Regions from separate parts of the Zea mays genome. Here region 1 is linked to region 2. The links are chromatin contacts, called in public Hi-C maps. All regions are on one chromosome and are shown on one strand. Each heading gives the region's core, a stretch centred on a gene start, on an enhancer-like site or on the middle of the called end of the contact. The rest is flanking DNA. Distances are from core to core; before and after follow the strand shown.

Region 1 (7,558 bases), core at 480-2,979, 540 kb before region 2:
TGATTGTCTTTTTGACCCATTATTATAGAGGACTATACAATCTCTTATTTAATTCACCTGACCATCAATCTGTCTATGTAGCTTAATTATCTATTCTTCTATATTATTGTATCCTCGACGACATTGCTCTGCATGTATGTATTATCCTTCTATTGGGTGTATGTGATAAAGATTAGAGCAGCTGAGCAATTGCCAAATTGGAAGGCCATGTTGAAGACACCAGCATCAATTATTTTGATTATCTATTGTTTTCTGTGTAGTTTGTGGGTGGTTTATTTGTCTTCCATTTATACCTGATGAGCATTAACGAGGTAGGTCCAACATTGACTCTAATTCTTATCTCATCGATGCTGCAACCGCAGTTCAGTAGAGATACTTGAAAGTTGATATTCAAAAATATTATTTCTGGTACACTTTGTAATTATTTATTTAAAATTTTATTTACTAATATTCTATTTGTCAAGACTAACCATCAATGTATTTGTGCAGCGTAATTATCGGTTCTTCTAGATGTTTGTATCCCGGCGACATTGCTCTGCCTGTGATGGAGAGATTTCCATATTCTGAAGCATACTGGGAGCTGAGTTCTAAGCTAATGATTCAATTTTGATGAGGAGGATATACACCAAGAAGAGTTCATACATCATTTGTGGTTCTTGTTTTATGCTGAATATGTCAAAATTAGCTTATTCTTCTTGAGTGTACTAAATGGGCTCCATGCTTTTGGATCCTATGCCTATAACTTCACATCATCAATGAACAATGTGCACAATGCTTCTATTCAATCTAGACTAACATCTAGATAAGTAACAACCAGGTTGAGTAGAACTATAGTAACTTGATGGCATTCTAAATTTTAATGCTGCAGAAGCATCTGTTTGATTGTAAGTTTTTCTTACTAGAACAATATTAGCTAGATTTAAAATTATGTTTTGTTGAATTGACATCATGTATTCCATTGAGGCCTCATGGTCAGGCCATCGACAGACTATTAGGAGGAAATGGTCAATATTTGGGTATTTTCTTGCTATGCATATTTTTTTCTCTAGAATCGCAATGTTTTTATCCAAGCTCATTGTCTCTCTATATCTATGCATTTCTAGGCCATGAAAAAAATCTGAACCTTCGGGAAAAGCCTTAAACAGTCATGCACAACCAACCCAAGTTATTACTTAGCTGTTGAGATCGATTATAACATATATGTTGTTCGTTTTCATGTAATCGTTGATTTATTGTACACTAACATTTTATCGAATATTTTGTATTATGTTGCAATGCACAGGCACCTAACTATCAACTATACACGACATGACAGTGCTTATATTAAAAACGTGTGCAAGACTATTCATATGTTATTGTTGCACTATTTTTCTCCATTGCTTCTGCATAAAAACGTCGTGATAGTTTGTTTTTTATGGCGGAGTATACATCTTAACTCCGTAGCAACGCACGGTTATACCGCTAGTATACATCTTTTAACTTTATTTTGTGACAGGATCAAATGCTTTAAGCTGGGAAAAATGATCTCCGATTCTTCCGAAACACATGGAGGTGCGATGACAAATGCATTTTGAAGCACGACTTGTTGCTATGCTTCCTTCATACGTGTATGTGCAAGATTTTTAGGAAATTTAATGGATTTAAAATTGTGTGAAACTACCTCTACCATTTATAATTGTAAACTGTGATCTTCCAGGCTGCACCAACTCCATCTCCAGGTGGAATGGAGTTAGCTTGCCTGCACACTCAGTCACGGTGGCGTCCCTATAAGGCGTAGGCCTGACGTCACCCACGCCCTCGCCTCGCACGGGGCGGCGCGGCGGCCGGCGGAGGGAATGGCGAGGCGAAGCAGAGGTAGGCACTGAACGGACCCGACACGACCCGATCTAGTCAATTGGCGCTGCGCTCGCTCTCCCTGTTCGGATCTGAGGGTTCGGTTCGGTTGTCTCAGGCAGCGGCAGCGTCACGGACGCGGCGTCGAAGGCGGACGCGGCGGCGATGCGGATGGTGTCCCGCAGGGGCGCCGTGCGGCTGGTGCTCGTGTCGGCCACCGCCTGGGCCATGCTCGGGCTCGTCGCGCTCGCCTTCCACCTCCGGCCATGCAGCTCCCGCGTCGCATTCCTCTCAGGTCAGCCCCGCGGTTGCCTATAGATCCACTGTGATTTGCTTACCTCTTCTGCTGGCATTATACTCTATCACTATGGCTTCCCAACTTCTTCTTTGCAATGCCCAAATGCCTTGAGCTTGATGATGCGTCGGTAGAGCAAGCTTGCCTGCCTGCCTACATTGCCTTGGGAGTCAGTTAACTCAAGTAGTAACAGGACCACCCGGTTATGCTATCCACATTCTTCACGACTGGAAGCAGTATCTGACAACTACAGTGTGCAATCATGCGTTAAGATGTCTTGCTTCTGAGCTACAGCTAATGTTCATCACTTCTTACTTGCTTATGGACACCATAATTATATTTCCGCACGAGGAAACACCATTTCCATTAGATCATAACGGAAATACAGATGTTCGGGCATAGAGATAGAAAAAAACCAGAACCACCTGAAAATGGCTAGATCTTATCTAGAAAAAAAAAGTACAGCATAGTATTCAGTTGCATGATACAGTAGGTTTTATTCTCCTTCAATCACAATGCTATCTTTTTTCAAGATTTTAAATAGTGTTCTTTTTCTTTACACCACTAGCACACTTAGGGGGGGGGATCTGTGTTAAGATCCCCTTTAGACCTTGTTCGTTTGTGCTGGATTGCTGGGTCGGAACGATTCCTAACCGGATTTCTTCTCTAATTTATATAAACTTTGATTAGCTGGAACGATTCCGGGTGTAATCCGACCCAAACGAACAAGGCCTTAAGCAGCCATGTTTCATGACTCTTTTTTTTCTTCTTCTTGAAAGCGCAGGAGAACTGCGCGATATTATATTAAAGAAGAGGGACAGATACAAGAAAACAACTGGGGGCCCCTACGGCGGCCAGTAACAGGCATACAGAAACTCATCCATGACTAAAGCAAACTAACAAGAACTACCACAATGCTAGCTAACTAGCAGGGAGGCCCGAAATGGGGGCGGTGAGCAAAGACAACTTTGCACCAGCCATCTCTCAAAGGTCAACCTCCAACCCAACTCTTCTGATAGCATCAGCAATACTGGGGCTCTTATTGTCAAATACACAGCCATTGCGCTGCTTCCATAAGGTCCAAACTCCCAAAATGACTAGAGAATTGAGGTCATCCCTTGCAATTCCAGAGACCTTAGTGCATAACGTTCTCCACCATTCAAGAAGTGCATGACTCTTCTCAAACCAGTAAAGTTCTTGTTCTAAACTTTTAAAATTTTCACATAACAGTTAGGATTTTCTTTGTAACTGGTGGGCATTGAACCCTGTGCCTTCTAATTTTTTTCCCAGTTCTGGTAGTTCAATTTGATTAGCTTTTCTTTTCTTTTTTTCCCTCAGTTCTCCTTGCAGGTTAAATCCCCATCCTTTAAAAATATGTTTAATCAACTTGAACTTTTGTTGAATCTTGTCTAGGGCTATTTCGGCCCTGCAAGGTATCAACCAAATTCTTTCTATTTCTTTAAGAAGAATCGGGGTTATTCAGCCAATTGAGGTCAAACCTAAACCGGATAAAAGGCAAATTTTCACATTTACCATCTGTCACCAGCAAATGGTTATGGCCGGAAATTTCTCTGCGAAATCTTCATCACAGCTTGTGGGAAAATGTCTTCCCAATCTTTTGACACAGGAATTCTATCAAGCTTTTCTGAGGTAGGGTTTTCCTGGTTGTTTGACCATGTTCGCCTTCCCCATTCGGACCCGATGTGGTCATCGCCGTAGAGAATGAGGGGAAATTTGCCGTCTTGGGGGCAGACACCTCCTGGGCATATCCTTAAGGAGAGGTATCAGGCTTGGAATGCAGACCGGTACTCTTGGGATGTTTACTGCACACAATAATTATACTTCTTCTAATACTTTATTTAATTTCTGTAATGAATTGACGATGCTGTTTCAGTGCTACATCGTCTGAATATACATATTTTCTTCAGACCATTTACTCAGAAGTTAAATATCTCCTGGTCTTCCATGGGCTGATGCTTATCATGACAGTGACACTTTGTCTTATCAGTTAGCATTACATGCCTTGGTGTGCCTTGTATTTCTGCAGCTCTTTGCAAAAAAGACAGTAAAGTTCTCTCTGTGTTGGACTCGATGGGGCTCTCATCCAAACCACTCCACCGTAAGACTTGTGCCTTAAAAAATTCTTTTGGTGGCTAAAATGTGACTGCTTCATAGCCTCGCGTTTCTTACTTCAATCTACAGGCTGCCCGATACCTGTTGCGGATGATCCAAATGTTGTTGTCATACCAAAGAGGACTCCCAACACAATTGTGAAGAAGTTGGCATATATAACTGTTGACAAACAGGATAAAGATCCCTCACCGCTGTTTGGAGGACGTCAAAACTGGAAACAGAGGGAGGAGAGCTTTAAACTGAACTCTACCATGAAGGTAACTCATTGCGTTTAGTTTGTGTGTGCATCGTATAAACTTGCTTGTACACTTCAATACTTCATTTTAATTTATAGATTAGGGCATTTGGCACTGAAGCATTTGCAGATATTGTTGAATGCTAAATGAATGGGTCTGGCATGAGCCAATCATCAACTTGATATTCTCCAAGATCCATAGATGATGAAGGTCGGTCACCAGAATCTAAAACTGCAGTAGGAATATTGGTGGCCAGTTAGTGTAGTTTTCAAGTGCTTGCCTGGTTTGGGCATACGATGAAAAAAAAAGACCTTCAAATTCATCATTGTTTCGAAAGAATAGTTATTTTTCCTCTAAATGGTACCTTATTATGACCTTTTTTTCATCATTTTCTGAATCTTAAGTTACAATGCTTCATCGTTAAGCCCCTGAACTCTGTTATATGTGTTTGGTTTGTGGTATATATGCTCAGGTTCACTGCGGATTTATGAAAAATAGTGGTGCAGATATGGATATCATTGATGTCAAGTACATACAGAAATGCAAATTCGTGGTTGCCTCTGGTATTTTCGATGGTTACGACATCCCTCACCAGCCATCCAATATCAGCCGCCGGTCTCAGAAGCTGTTCTGCTTCCTGATGGTGGTGGACGAAGTATCTCTTGATTTTATCCAAAAGAACACCACCGTCAAGATCGACAGCGCTGGAGGGAAATGGGTTGGCATATGGCGACTTCTAACAGTGCACCGCCTCCCATTCGACGAACCTAGAAGGAACGGGAAAATACCCAAGATCTTGACGCACAGACTATTCCCTCAAGCTTGGTATAGCATTTGGATTGACGGGAAAATGGAGCTCATAGTTGATCCGCTGCTTATTCTCGAGAGGTTGGCTTTCTATCTGGAACCTCTAGACACGTCGTGGTGGTGCTCTATCGATGGTCTGGAATGGAAATTCTTTTGCAGGTACCTCTGGCGTGGAAAATACACATTCGCGGTGGCTGTCCACAAGCATCATAGGAGCATCTACGAGGAGGGCGACGCGATCAAGCGACGGAAGCGCTACGCCCGCCCTTTGGTTGATCTTCAGATGAAGATGTACTATTACGAGGGGATGGAGCCTTGGAGCCCGAAGAAAAAGATGCCTGGCGGTGAGTGAAATCACACATGCCCACAATACTCTACACAACTGTTGTTTTGTCACTTTAACGTTAGCACTTCCTGAAAGACCAGCTAAAGCTATAACCTGCAGATGTGCCGGAGGGAGCCGTGCTGATCCGGGAACACACAGCGACGACCAACCTGTTCAGCTGCCTCTGGTTCAACGAGGTGAACCTCTTCACCCCACGCGACCAGATCAGCTTCGGCTACGTGGCGCGCAGGCTCGGCGACGCTCTCGAGCTCTTCATGTTCCCCAACTGCGAGTACAACTCGCTGTTCGTCCTGCACAGGCACACGAGGGAGCACTCGTCTAAGGTGGAGTGGGCCAAAACGGTCGACGAGATCGTGGAGAAGGGGCTGAGGGAGAGTAGAGGAGGGTTGGGGCTGTGGACTCCGTACCCTGCGGACCTCAGCTCCGTGGAACTCCCTGCTGTAAGAAGAACTTCGCCGGCAGGATAAGGCTAGGCTGTCAAAGACCACAAAGCTCCCAGCCTAGCCTGCCGATCCTGTGATCTTTGATTCGTTCATGGTTGTACAGAGTAGAACTCCACTGTTTGTTTGTTTTTTTTGGCGTAGATTCTGTAGGCTGACGCTTGGAGTTTGTTGCTTCCAGTTCTGTACAACACTCATCTACGGAGGTAGCACAGAAGGATTTCTCACAAAAGAAAAATCATGACTCGTCAGGTCTAGTATAGGGATATCAAAACAGCATTAGAAGTCGTCACACACAAAACAACCATAGCACCTGAAAATGATCAGCGCCAACGCATCATGCACTTCCTTAATTTTAATGAATCGTTTGCCTTTCCCCTGATACAATCACATCACATCAGCATTCTGTGACCTACCAAATGTTCCTACACCAGAATCACAGGACGCGCGTTTCCTTTACATTTACGTCTGGCGCCTGACGTGTGGGGCCACACCATAGCCGCAGCTGGCCCCACGGCCCTACACGTGAGTCAGCCAGTTGCAGCTATGTTCACGGACGTATATACAGATGATCCCGCCGGGAATCACAAGGGCCAACTCGAGGTGGAAGTGGAACACAAGACTCGGTCTGCACGGCAGCAGCCTTCCCCGGATGCAAGTTCAGAAATCCCTCCACCTGAAACAGCTGCAGACGGTTTCCTCTTCCGAGGAATTACACCTCATCGATTCCCAGTTCAAGATCAACGCAGCCTCCAGCAGACGGTTTCCTCTTCCGAGGAATTACACTGGATCCATGCAATTTTCTCATGTAGCAACAGCATAGTTTACACCATTTTTTTTCTCATGTAACAACAGCAAAGTTAGTTGTTGGCAGTACAAACACATGACCCTGCTTGCTTCTCAAAGCAACTCACAACTGTACTAACAACTTGCAAACGACTCAACTCATTACTCATCCATATAACTTACTAACAACTTGCAGTGACAGACTTCCGTGCAGAATTAGGGTACAGACAGACAGGGATAGCCGGAATTCAAGCGCCAGGCTCGATTGAACAGGACCGACTCTTCGCTTGCGAATCCGAGAAGACTCCGCCGCACGGCGCCTGAAGCCGCTGAACTCGGTTCAACGGGCGCTGACGAGGAAAGGGTTCTGACATACGCCGCACTCTATCGTCTCCGAACCAGAAGCTGGAACCTCGACCTGGATCAAAGCAAATTCGTTGTGCCATGTCCAGATGTGTCAGATTGTCAACCGGGCCACTAGGCATCGGAATTCGGAAGAGGCGTATATTGTTGCGGAAAAAAAATAGACACCTGAAGATGGACCGTGCAGGTTGGGCATGCGACCTCCCGCATCCGCTTGCCAGAAACATCTGAAGACCTTGTTCCTGTCGAGGGGGTAAAACAACACGTTTGTTGTTAAAAAAGCACAAGGGAGGAGAGCATCTTTGGCATGGGTTACAGA
Region 2 (6,759 bases), core at 396-2,895:
GCCGTCACCAGCGCGATCCATAGCACCGCCCTCGCCCTCCCCCTCGCCAATCTCACAATCGCGCCTGCGGATCCATGGCGCCCATCGGGGACATCGCCCTTGCCCCCTTCAACACCGGAGACGTCGCCCTTCCCACCTTCCCCAGCGGATCCGCGGTGGCAGATCCATGGCGCCAATCAGAGACCTCTCCCTTGCCCCCTTCAGTACTGGATCCCTCTCCCTTGTCCCCTTCAACACCGGATCAATCGCGCCATTCACCCCCCATGTCCTCCACCTCCCTCACCTCCCCAAGCCATTCTCTTGGCCACGACGACGACGAGCACAACTCCCCTTCACCGCCTCCGCCTCCGCCTCGCCCCACTAGATCCCTCTCTGTTGCCCCTTTCAACACCGGATCCCTCTCCCTTGCCCCCTTCAACACCGGATTGACCACGCCATTCACTTCCGAGTACTCCACCCCCTCGCCTCCCTAAGCCATTCTCTTAGTCGCGATGACGACGAGCACAACTCCCCTTCACCGCCTCTGCCTCGCCACGTGTGGCCTCTGCACCACCCCACCGTCGACCCCTCTGTCCTCCCCCTTGACTCCCGATGCAGCGGCACCACCGATGGGTCCACTGCCTACTTCATGGTCGCCACATCGAGAGCTCTCCATCGCTGCGCACACTAAGACGGAAGTTCGAGATCCGCATCATCGAACCGGAGATAAAGGTCGAGGTCACCGTTCGTCTACAAATCGGTAGCACTAGCCAGCAGGTGCGCACGCCATTCAAAATGCTTAGAATGTTGGTTCGGATGATACTTCTTAGACTTACTTTTTGTTTTTGTGTGATAGTCGTATTTTGTAGTAACATGACATTATAAATGTTTGTACTTAAGACTTTCGGATGTTCATTATAAATATTTGAAACATGTTCGATCGAACAACTATCCCGTGTAAAAAGTTCTAACTATATGAAAAGAGGCTCATGTTGTGTGTTGTACGACTCAAGCATTCACTTTCTCTAGCTGCCTCACGAAAAGACAGTAGCATAACACTATCTGCCGTCCTGGATAAATTATTATAGAGATTAAGCTTAATGATAATATGTGTTGTTTGTTTTTATGTAATCCTTGTGCTATAACATTTTATTGAATAATTTGTGTCGTTGCAACGCACGAGTATACGCCGACTCAAATATAATTTTACATATCATAGTGATGTTTGTCGTTCTATATCTATATTTTATACTATTTTTAACTCTCGTGGCAACGTACGGACACATACCTTATATATTATAAACAGTTAAACTATGAACTATATGATATTAGATATTACAAAAGGCAAATATATTAGGCCTAAGGCTGTAAAAGAGAGAGAGAGAGAGAGTGACAGCCCTCCACATTAACTTGTCAAGTTTCAGGTACAATTACGCGTAGCAATTTGCTGAAGCTTGTAAGGGCTACAACTCCGCATCAGGGCTCGTTTGGAAAGCTCAAACCACGGGATGAACCCCCGGCCTTTTCCCTGGGACACTCCCCCACATGGAAATAAGCCCCGGGCCTAGACGACGTGCCGTTTGGAAGCCCAACAACGTTGGAAAGTCCACCCGACCCCGGCCTTTTCCACGGGTAAAGCTTCCTCGAGTCCGGGCGTCGCTTCCCAGGCACGACTCCATCCCCCTCTCTCTTTCTCTCTCTCTCTTCGACGACTCCGCCGCTGTCTTCCACTCGGGGGCCGCCGTCCCTGTCGTCTTCCGCCCATCACTGTCTTCTTCGCTCCACCACACTTGGGAGTAAGTCCCCCCCCCCCCCCCCCCCCATCTCCTACAACATAGGGTTTCTTGTTCGTTGTCTTGTGATTTCTTGGTTGAGTCCTCAAGTTCGTGCGCCGTCTTGACCTTGCCAGCCGCCAAGTTCAGTTTAGGAGCTGTGTGATTGGTATATGTGTGCCAAGTCCCCAAGTTCTAAAGGGAGCTCCCAAGTCTGAGGCGTCCCTGTCCCTCCTGTCACTGGTCGCTGGCGCGCTCCGCAAGCCTACAACTGTTGCGCATTCCTGAGTAGGCTGCACGGTTAGCGCTCGCCCAGTAGTCCTAGATCTGCATGGTTAGGCGTCCATGTTCAAGCATGTAACTGTATATTCTGCTAGCACATGCACCTCACATATGTTAGATTAATTGGACTTGGCCTATAATTATTCTAGCAATTAATTAAATAATTCTAAAGACCCACGATAAGCGTGAGAGTAGAATTAGTACCACACATTTTCGAAGAATCAGTAGCGGTTTTGCAGTACGATTAGTGAATTACTCATATTTATTTATACACACCATGTCGAATGCGATATCTTGTTTCTGAATTATGCATGCTTTGTTGTCCATGGCGGTTGTTCAGCTAAGTTAGCAGTAGGTTGCCGTGGTGTGGTTATGGTATACTAATTATATGAAGTGCATTATACCGGGTGGCGAATGGGAATTGCAACAGTTAATTATATGGGGCAGTGTACTGTTTTTTCTTTCAATTTTTTTTTGTTGCCACCACACATTGTTACATCTTCATTTCGTTCCTCTTTTATCGAACGGTTTACTTTCAGAAATCTAGCTACTGGATCATCATGCATGTGTGATATATTCCAATTCAATAATCTGTGAATGTCACCATTCAGTTGGTGACTGCCAGGCGTTGACTGTTAGCTCTTCAAAGTAATCTGTGAATGTCACCATTCAGTTGTTGGATCAGTACTCGTGCAGCAGTAGGGAAAAAACAGTGCCTGGACACCTGCTTCCAAACAGCAACGGGGAAGAGGTGAAAAGCTGCCCTGCGAAACAAAGTGGATTGGAAAATCCAATTAAATCCACGTTGGGGTTTCCCTTCCCTGGGCTATTAGCCCCTTGATGCAAAACGAGGCCTCAGTGACTTCATTGTGCCTCCTTGTTTAGATTCACTGTTAACATAAGACACCTTGACTTCAGTGTGTTTTACGCTTTGTTCCTTCTTGTCCTTGATATATCACTCCTGTTGCAGATGATGGTTCATTTCCTTCGCCTTTAACCTCCAGCTAACACTGCTCTTGCCTTCCTTTCCTGCCCGCAGAACGCAGCGATGGATGGCCAGCCAGGTGCTGCTGCGTTGTCGAGTCCTGGTCCGAGAGTAAAAGCAAGCCTGGTTCTGGGATCCGAATCGTTCGCTATCAACTCCGAGTTCGGTACCCTGTCGGAGCAGCTGGCCGCGGTGAAGGAGAAGAGCATGGCGGTCCTCAAGGAACACATCGCCAGGCACAATGCTCCGAACGAGGTCCCCGACGAGGCCGCCGAGGGCGAGTCTGACAGTGAGGGCGAAGCGCCGCTTGTCGACAACCCGCCGAAGAAACCTAAGAAGCAGAAGTGACCGTCTCTAGTCATGCACTTGACTTTTTTTTTTTTGCCATGCGTTGCTTGTGTAACGCCAGACTGTTGTCAGTCACAATAGCAATATGCAGGTGTTAGCACTCACTTGCTGTTCGTACCACTATCATTAGTTCTGCTTCTCTGTCATGTGTTCATATTTTTCTTCCCATACACTTGCAAGGGTGTTCTTGTCTGTCGGTGTGCTGCACGCTCCGTATATCTGTAGCAGAAACACAATTCACTAACAGCTTGGTTTGAGGAATGGGTTAGCCTATCATCTTCTCAGTCAATTTTTTGTTTGGTTTATAGAATGAAATGAGTTGATCCATCAACAATTAGTAATAGCAGCTGTAACACAGAGCTAGCTGGTTAATTCTGTCCCCGAAGGAGTATGGTTTCCTCTCGGTGGTTATTATCCAGTAACTCAGCCGGCAGGAAACTACTGTTCTGTGGCTCTCAGGCTGAATGGTGATGGTGAGGTGATCAAGTTCCCAGGACAATCTCAGGCGATGAGCAAGTTCAATGCAGCTCCGGAGCTGCTCGTCTCTGACGGAGACCTGACAAGCCTTGGGGCAGTGGTAGACCGGTAGCTCGATGCCATGCGCGGCGGGTTCTTGTTTTGCTGGTCGAGTTTTGGGGTGTTTTGGTATGTGTTTAGTCGGGTTCGCTGGGCGATATGCCACCCCTGTGTTGTACTAATGAACATGTTATTACAATTTACATGCATGTTTGGTCAGTGAACTCTAAAACAAATTGTTCCATGCATCTTTGCTCAGTTTGGTGACCCTAAAGTACGTAGCATCTCCCCACCCCCTGAAAATCCAGTCTGGGCTGGTGGGCAGGATCGGGAGCGGGATTGTTGTGCGAGATCGGACGGCTGAGGTTATAGAATGGTACGATGAACGATTGAGATCATAGAACGGCAGACTATCCTTGCAACCTTAATAAATAGTAGAGATTAGGACATACTTCATATGTCATTAATGCAAGAGATCAGTGACGGATAATTATTATGTATATACCAAAATAAACACATTTGTACCATTAGTGATATCTTGATAAGGTAATTATTTATTTTTATAATTAATTATTAAATATGAACATCGTCACATGTAAGTTTAACAGGTCCCCGTAGGAACGAGTAATGCTCCCCATCTCCGTCCCCGTTTATCCGTCAAGGAATTTTTTTTCCGTTTACATCCCATGAAGAAAAAATTTCTCATCATTATCCTCTAATGAAAGAATTCTCCGTATGGAAGCGGGGAACGGGTCCCCATTGCCATTTTTACTCAACACCCGTTAACTGACATGTGGGCCATACTGTCTCTGTAGGCCATCCTAACTGTTACAACCCAGTAACTACTAAATGATTTCCATAGCTATCACTTCATCAAGAAATCAATTATATAGAAACTATAAGGTCAAAGCTAATTTTGTTGTTGTTTTGATGTCGCAACAAATGTGGATGTGACGACGTGGCCAGTGAGGTGCGTGTGGATTCCACAAATGAAAACTGAATGCTCATCACAACTTCAAAATAGTGATATCTTGTGTCTTTATTGTATGTGTAGACCTAATTTCTCATGAGTAAACAATGTCCTTTTTGTCCATTAATTTTCTTGCGATGCCATTAAATTGTTTATGTGATAGCTAAATTAATACTACGGAGGGTTGTACCGTTCTCGCAACAATAACTTTTTCACGCCCGGTTCGAACTTTCTAGCGCATCGACGTGGGTAACTCAGCCTCCGTCCAATCACATCACTCCACGTGTCCACCAAGGAAGGCGCCCACGAGATCCCAGCCCTTGGAGCACGCAGATCTTCCCATCGGACGGCAGAGGTCCTCCCTGCGCCTCCCCCCCGCTCGGGCACCACGTCAAGTTCACTGGGTCGCCCACTGAAAAATCGCCACGTGGACAGTATCCAATCGGCGCCGTCCGCTCGTCCACGTGGCCGGATCGCACCCGCGTGGACCGGGCGCACGGGTCTCCTGGCCCCGGCCCATTTTAAGGCGTTTCCTCTCCGGCGCAGAGCGGGTAGCGGGACGAACTCGTCACTGGTGTGGGCCGTGGCTGTACGCCGCAGAGTGAAGCGAGACGAGACGACGATGCGCAAGTGGGCGCTCTCCTCCGCGCTCCTCCTTCTCTTCCTCCTCACCACCCTCCCCGACCCAGGCATGTCCCCGCCCGCCGGAGATCTCCAGTTCTTGTGTGTTCGGTTGATGTATTTTGTTGTGTGTGGTTTCTCGATCCCGCTGTTCTCGACGCGATCGGGGGCAGATTCCGTCTCGCTCGGTCACTAATTAGCTTTGCCCGTCGGCTCATGTTTTGCGTAGTGTTTCCGCCTAGTTCATCTGCATATAACCACCCTGTGGCATGGATCGTGCGGTAATTTTCTGTCTGAAAATGCTCGGTCGTAGCTGCTAGGCTCGTTGGAGCAGAGGATGGTGTGGTGCCACTGTCTCTGCTAGAAAATTTGTGTTGGTAGATCTCGCGTTTAGAATTGCCGCTAGATGGGGAAGTGAGTGGCTCCTTCTCTTCGATCCAATTCCAATGTAACTTCACCCCTCTTTTACCTTTCACCTACCTGGATCTTATCTGCGGTAAATGCACTGCTCATTTGACTGACCCAGTGCTCTAGTATATCAAACTTTTCTTAGTAAATTCAAGTCCCTATCAGCTCTGGTTTCTATCTATTGTGCTGTGCCTGCATACCAAAAGCATACATATAAGTGGAAGTTCAATCTTCTGATCCTTGTGAAATTTCAATCTTGTTCTGACCCTGCCTCTACTGCAGCTAAGAAGCTACAGGTGAATGCGGAAGAGAGCAGCGATGACTTAGCTAACCCACCCAAGGTAGAGGAGAAGCTTGGTGCTGTCCCTCATGGCCTGTCCACCGACTCTGAGGTTGCCCAGAGGTGCGCACGGCCTTCTCATCACTGCTTTGTGATGCTATCGACACTTTTGTGAACAGTATGATTTTGCTGCGTGCAGGGAAGCTGAGTCTATCTCTAGGAAGACTCTTAGGAGCTCCGCCGAGAAGTTTGAGTTCCAGGCTGAGGTGTCCAGACTCATGGACATCATCATCAACTCACTCTACAGCAACAAGGATATCTTCCTGAGGGAGCTCATATCCAATGCCTCTGATGTATGTATTGCTTCTGACCCCTGTGTTTATTCTGCATTGTGGATGGTCGAAATTAACTGTGGTGTTCTGCATGTCTGTAGGCATTGGATAAGATCAGGTTCCTTTCCCTTACTGATAAGGAAGTTCTGGGTGAAGGTGACACTGCAAAGCTTGAGATTCAGGTAATTTCAATGTCGAGAGACCATTTTTCTTTTGTCTGGCATCATATCTTGCTTTAGACTTGGGCTTGATGGCATCTGATATAT

The links. Hi-C and Micro-C count contacts between places; a contact is called where the count stands out from the background.
Region 1: a contact with region 2 is called in a Hi-C map of leaf, with 6 times the contacts expected there. The contact joins the promoter of LOC100273416 here to the promoter of LOC100274819 in region 2. A contact is called at or near these places in 2 of 25 Hi-C or Micro-C datasets (ear and leaf).

What each region holds. Positions count from the first base shown.
Region 1 is chr5:63,922,425-63,929,982 of Zm-B73-REFERENCE-NAM-5.0, reverse strand. LOC100273416 (plant/F20M13-60 protein) reads left to right here and starts at 1,729. Exons shown (of 7, transcript NM_001147853.1): 1 at 1,729-1,854; 2 at 1,952-2,128; 3 at 4,176-4,247; 4 at 4,331-4,518; 5 at 4,970-5,385; 6 at 5,464-5,648; 7 at 5,750-6,318. The coding sequence starts at 1,836. The coding sequence ends at 6,117. LOC100273158 reads right to left here. Exons shown (of 10, transcript NM_001147604.1): 9 at 7,408-7,481; 10 at 6,873-7,294. The coding sequence ends at 7,217.
Region 2 is chr5:63,383,496-63,390,254 of Zm-B73-REFERENCE-NAM-5.0, reverse strand. It overlaps LOC100274819, which reads left to right and starts at 1,645. Exons shown (of 2, transcript NM_001149088.2): 1 at 1,645-1,775; 2 at 3,073-3,650. The coding sequence starts at 3,082. The coding sequence ends at 3,366. It overlaps LOC100279926, which reads left to right and starts at 5,410. Exons shown (of 15, transcript NM_001352975.1): 1 at 5,410-5,541; 2 at 6,164-6,284; 3 at 6,361-6,514; 4 at 6,595-6,675. The coding sequence starts at 5,475.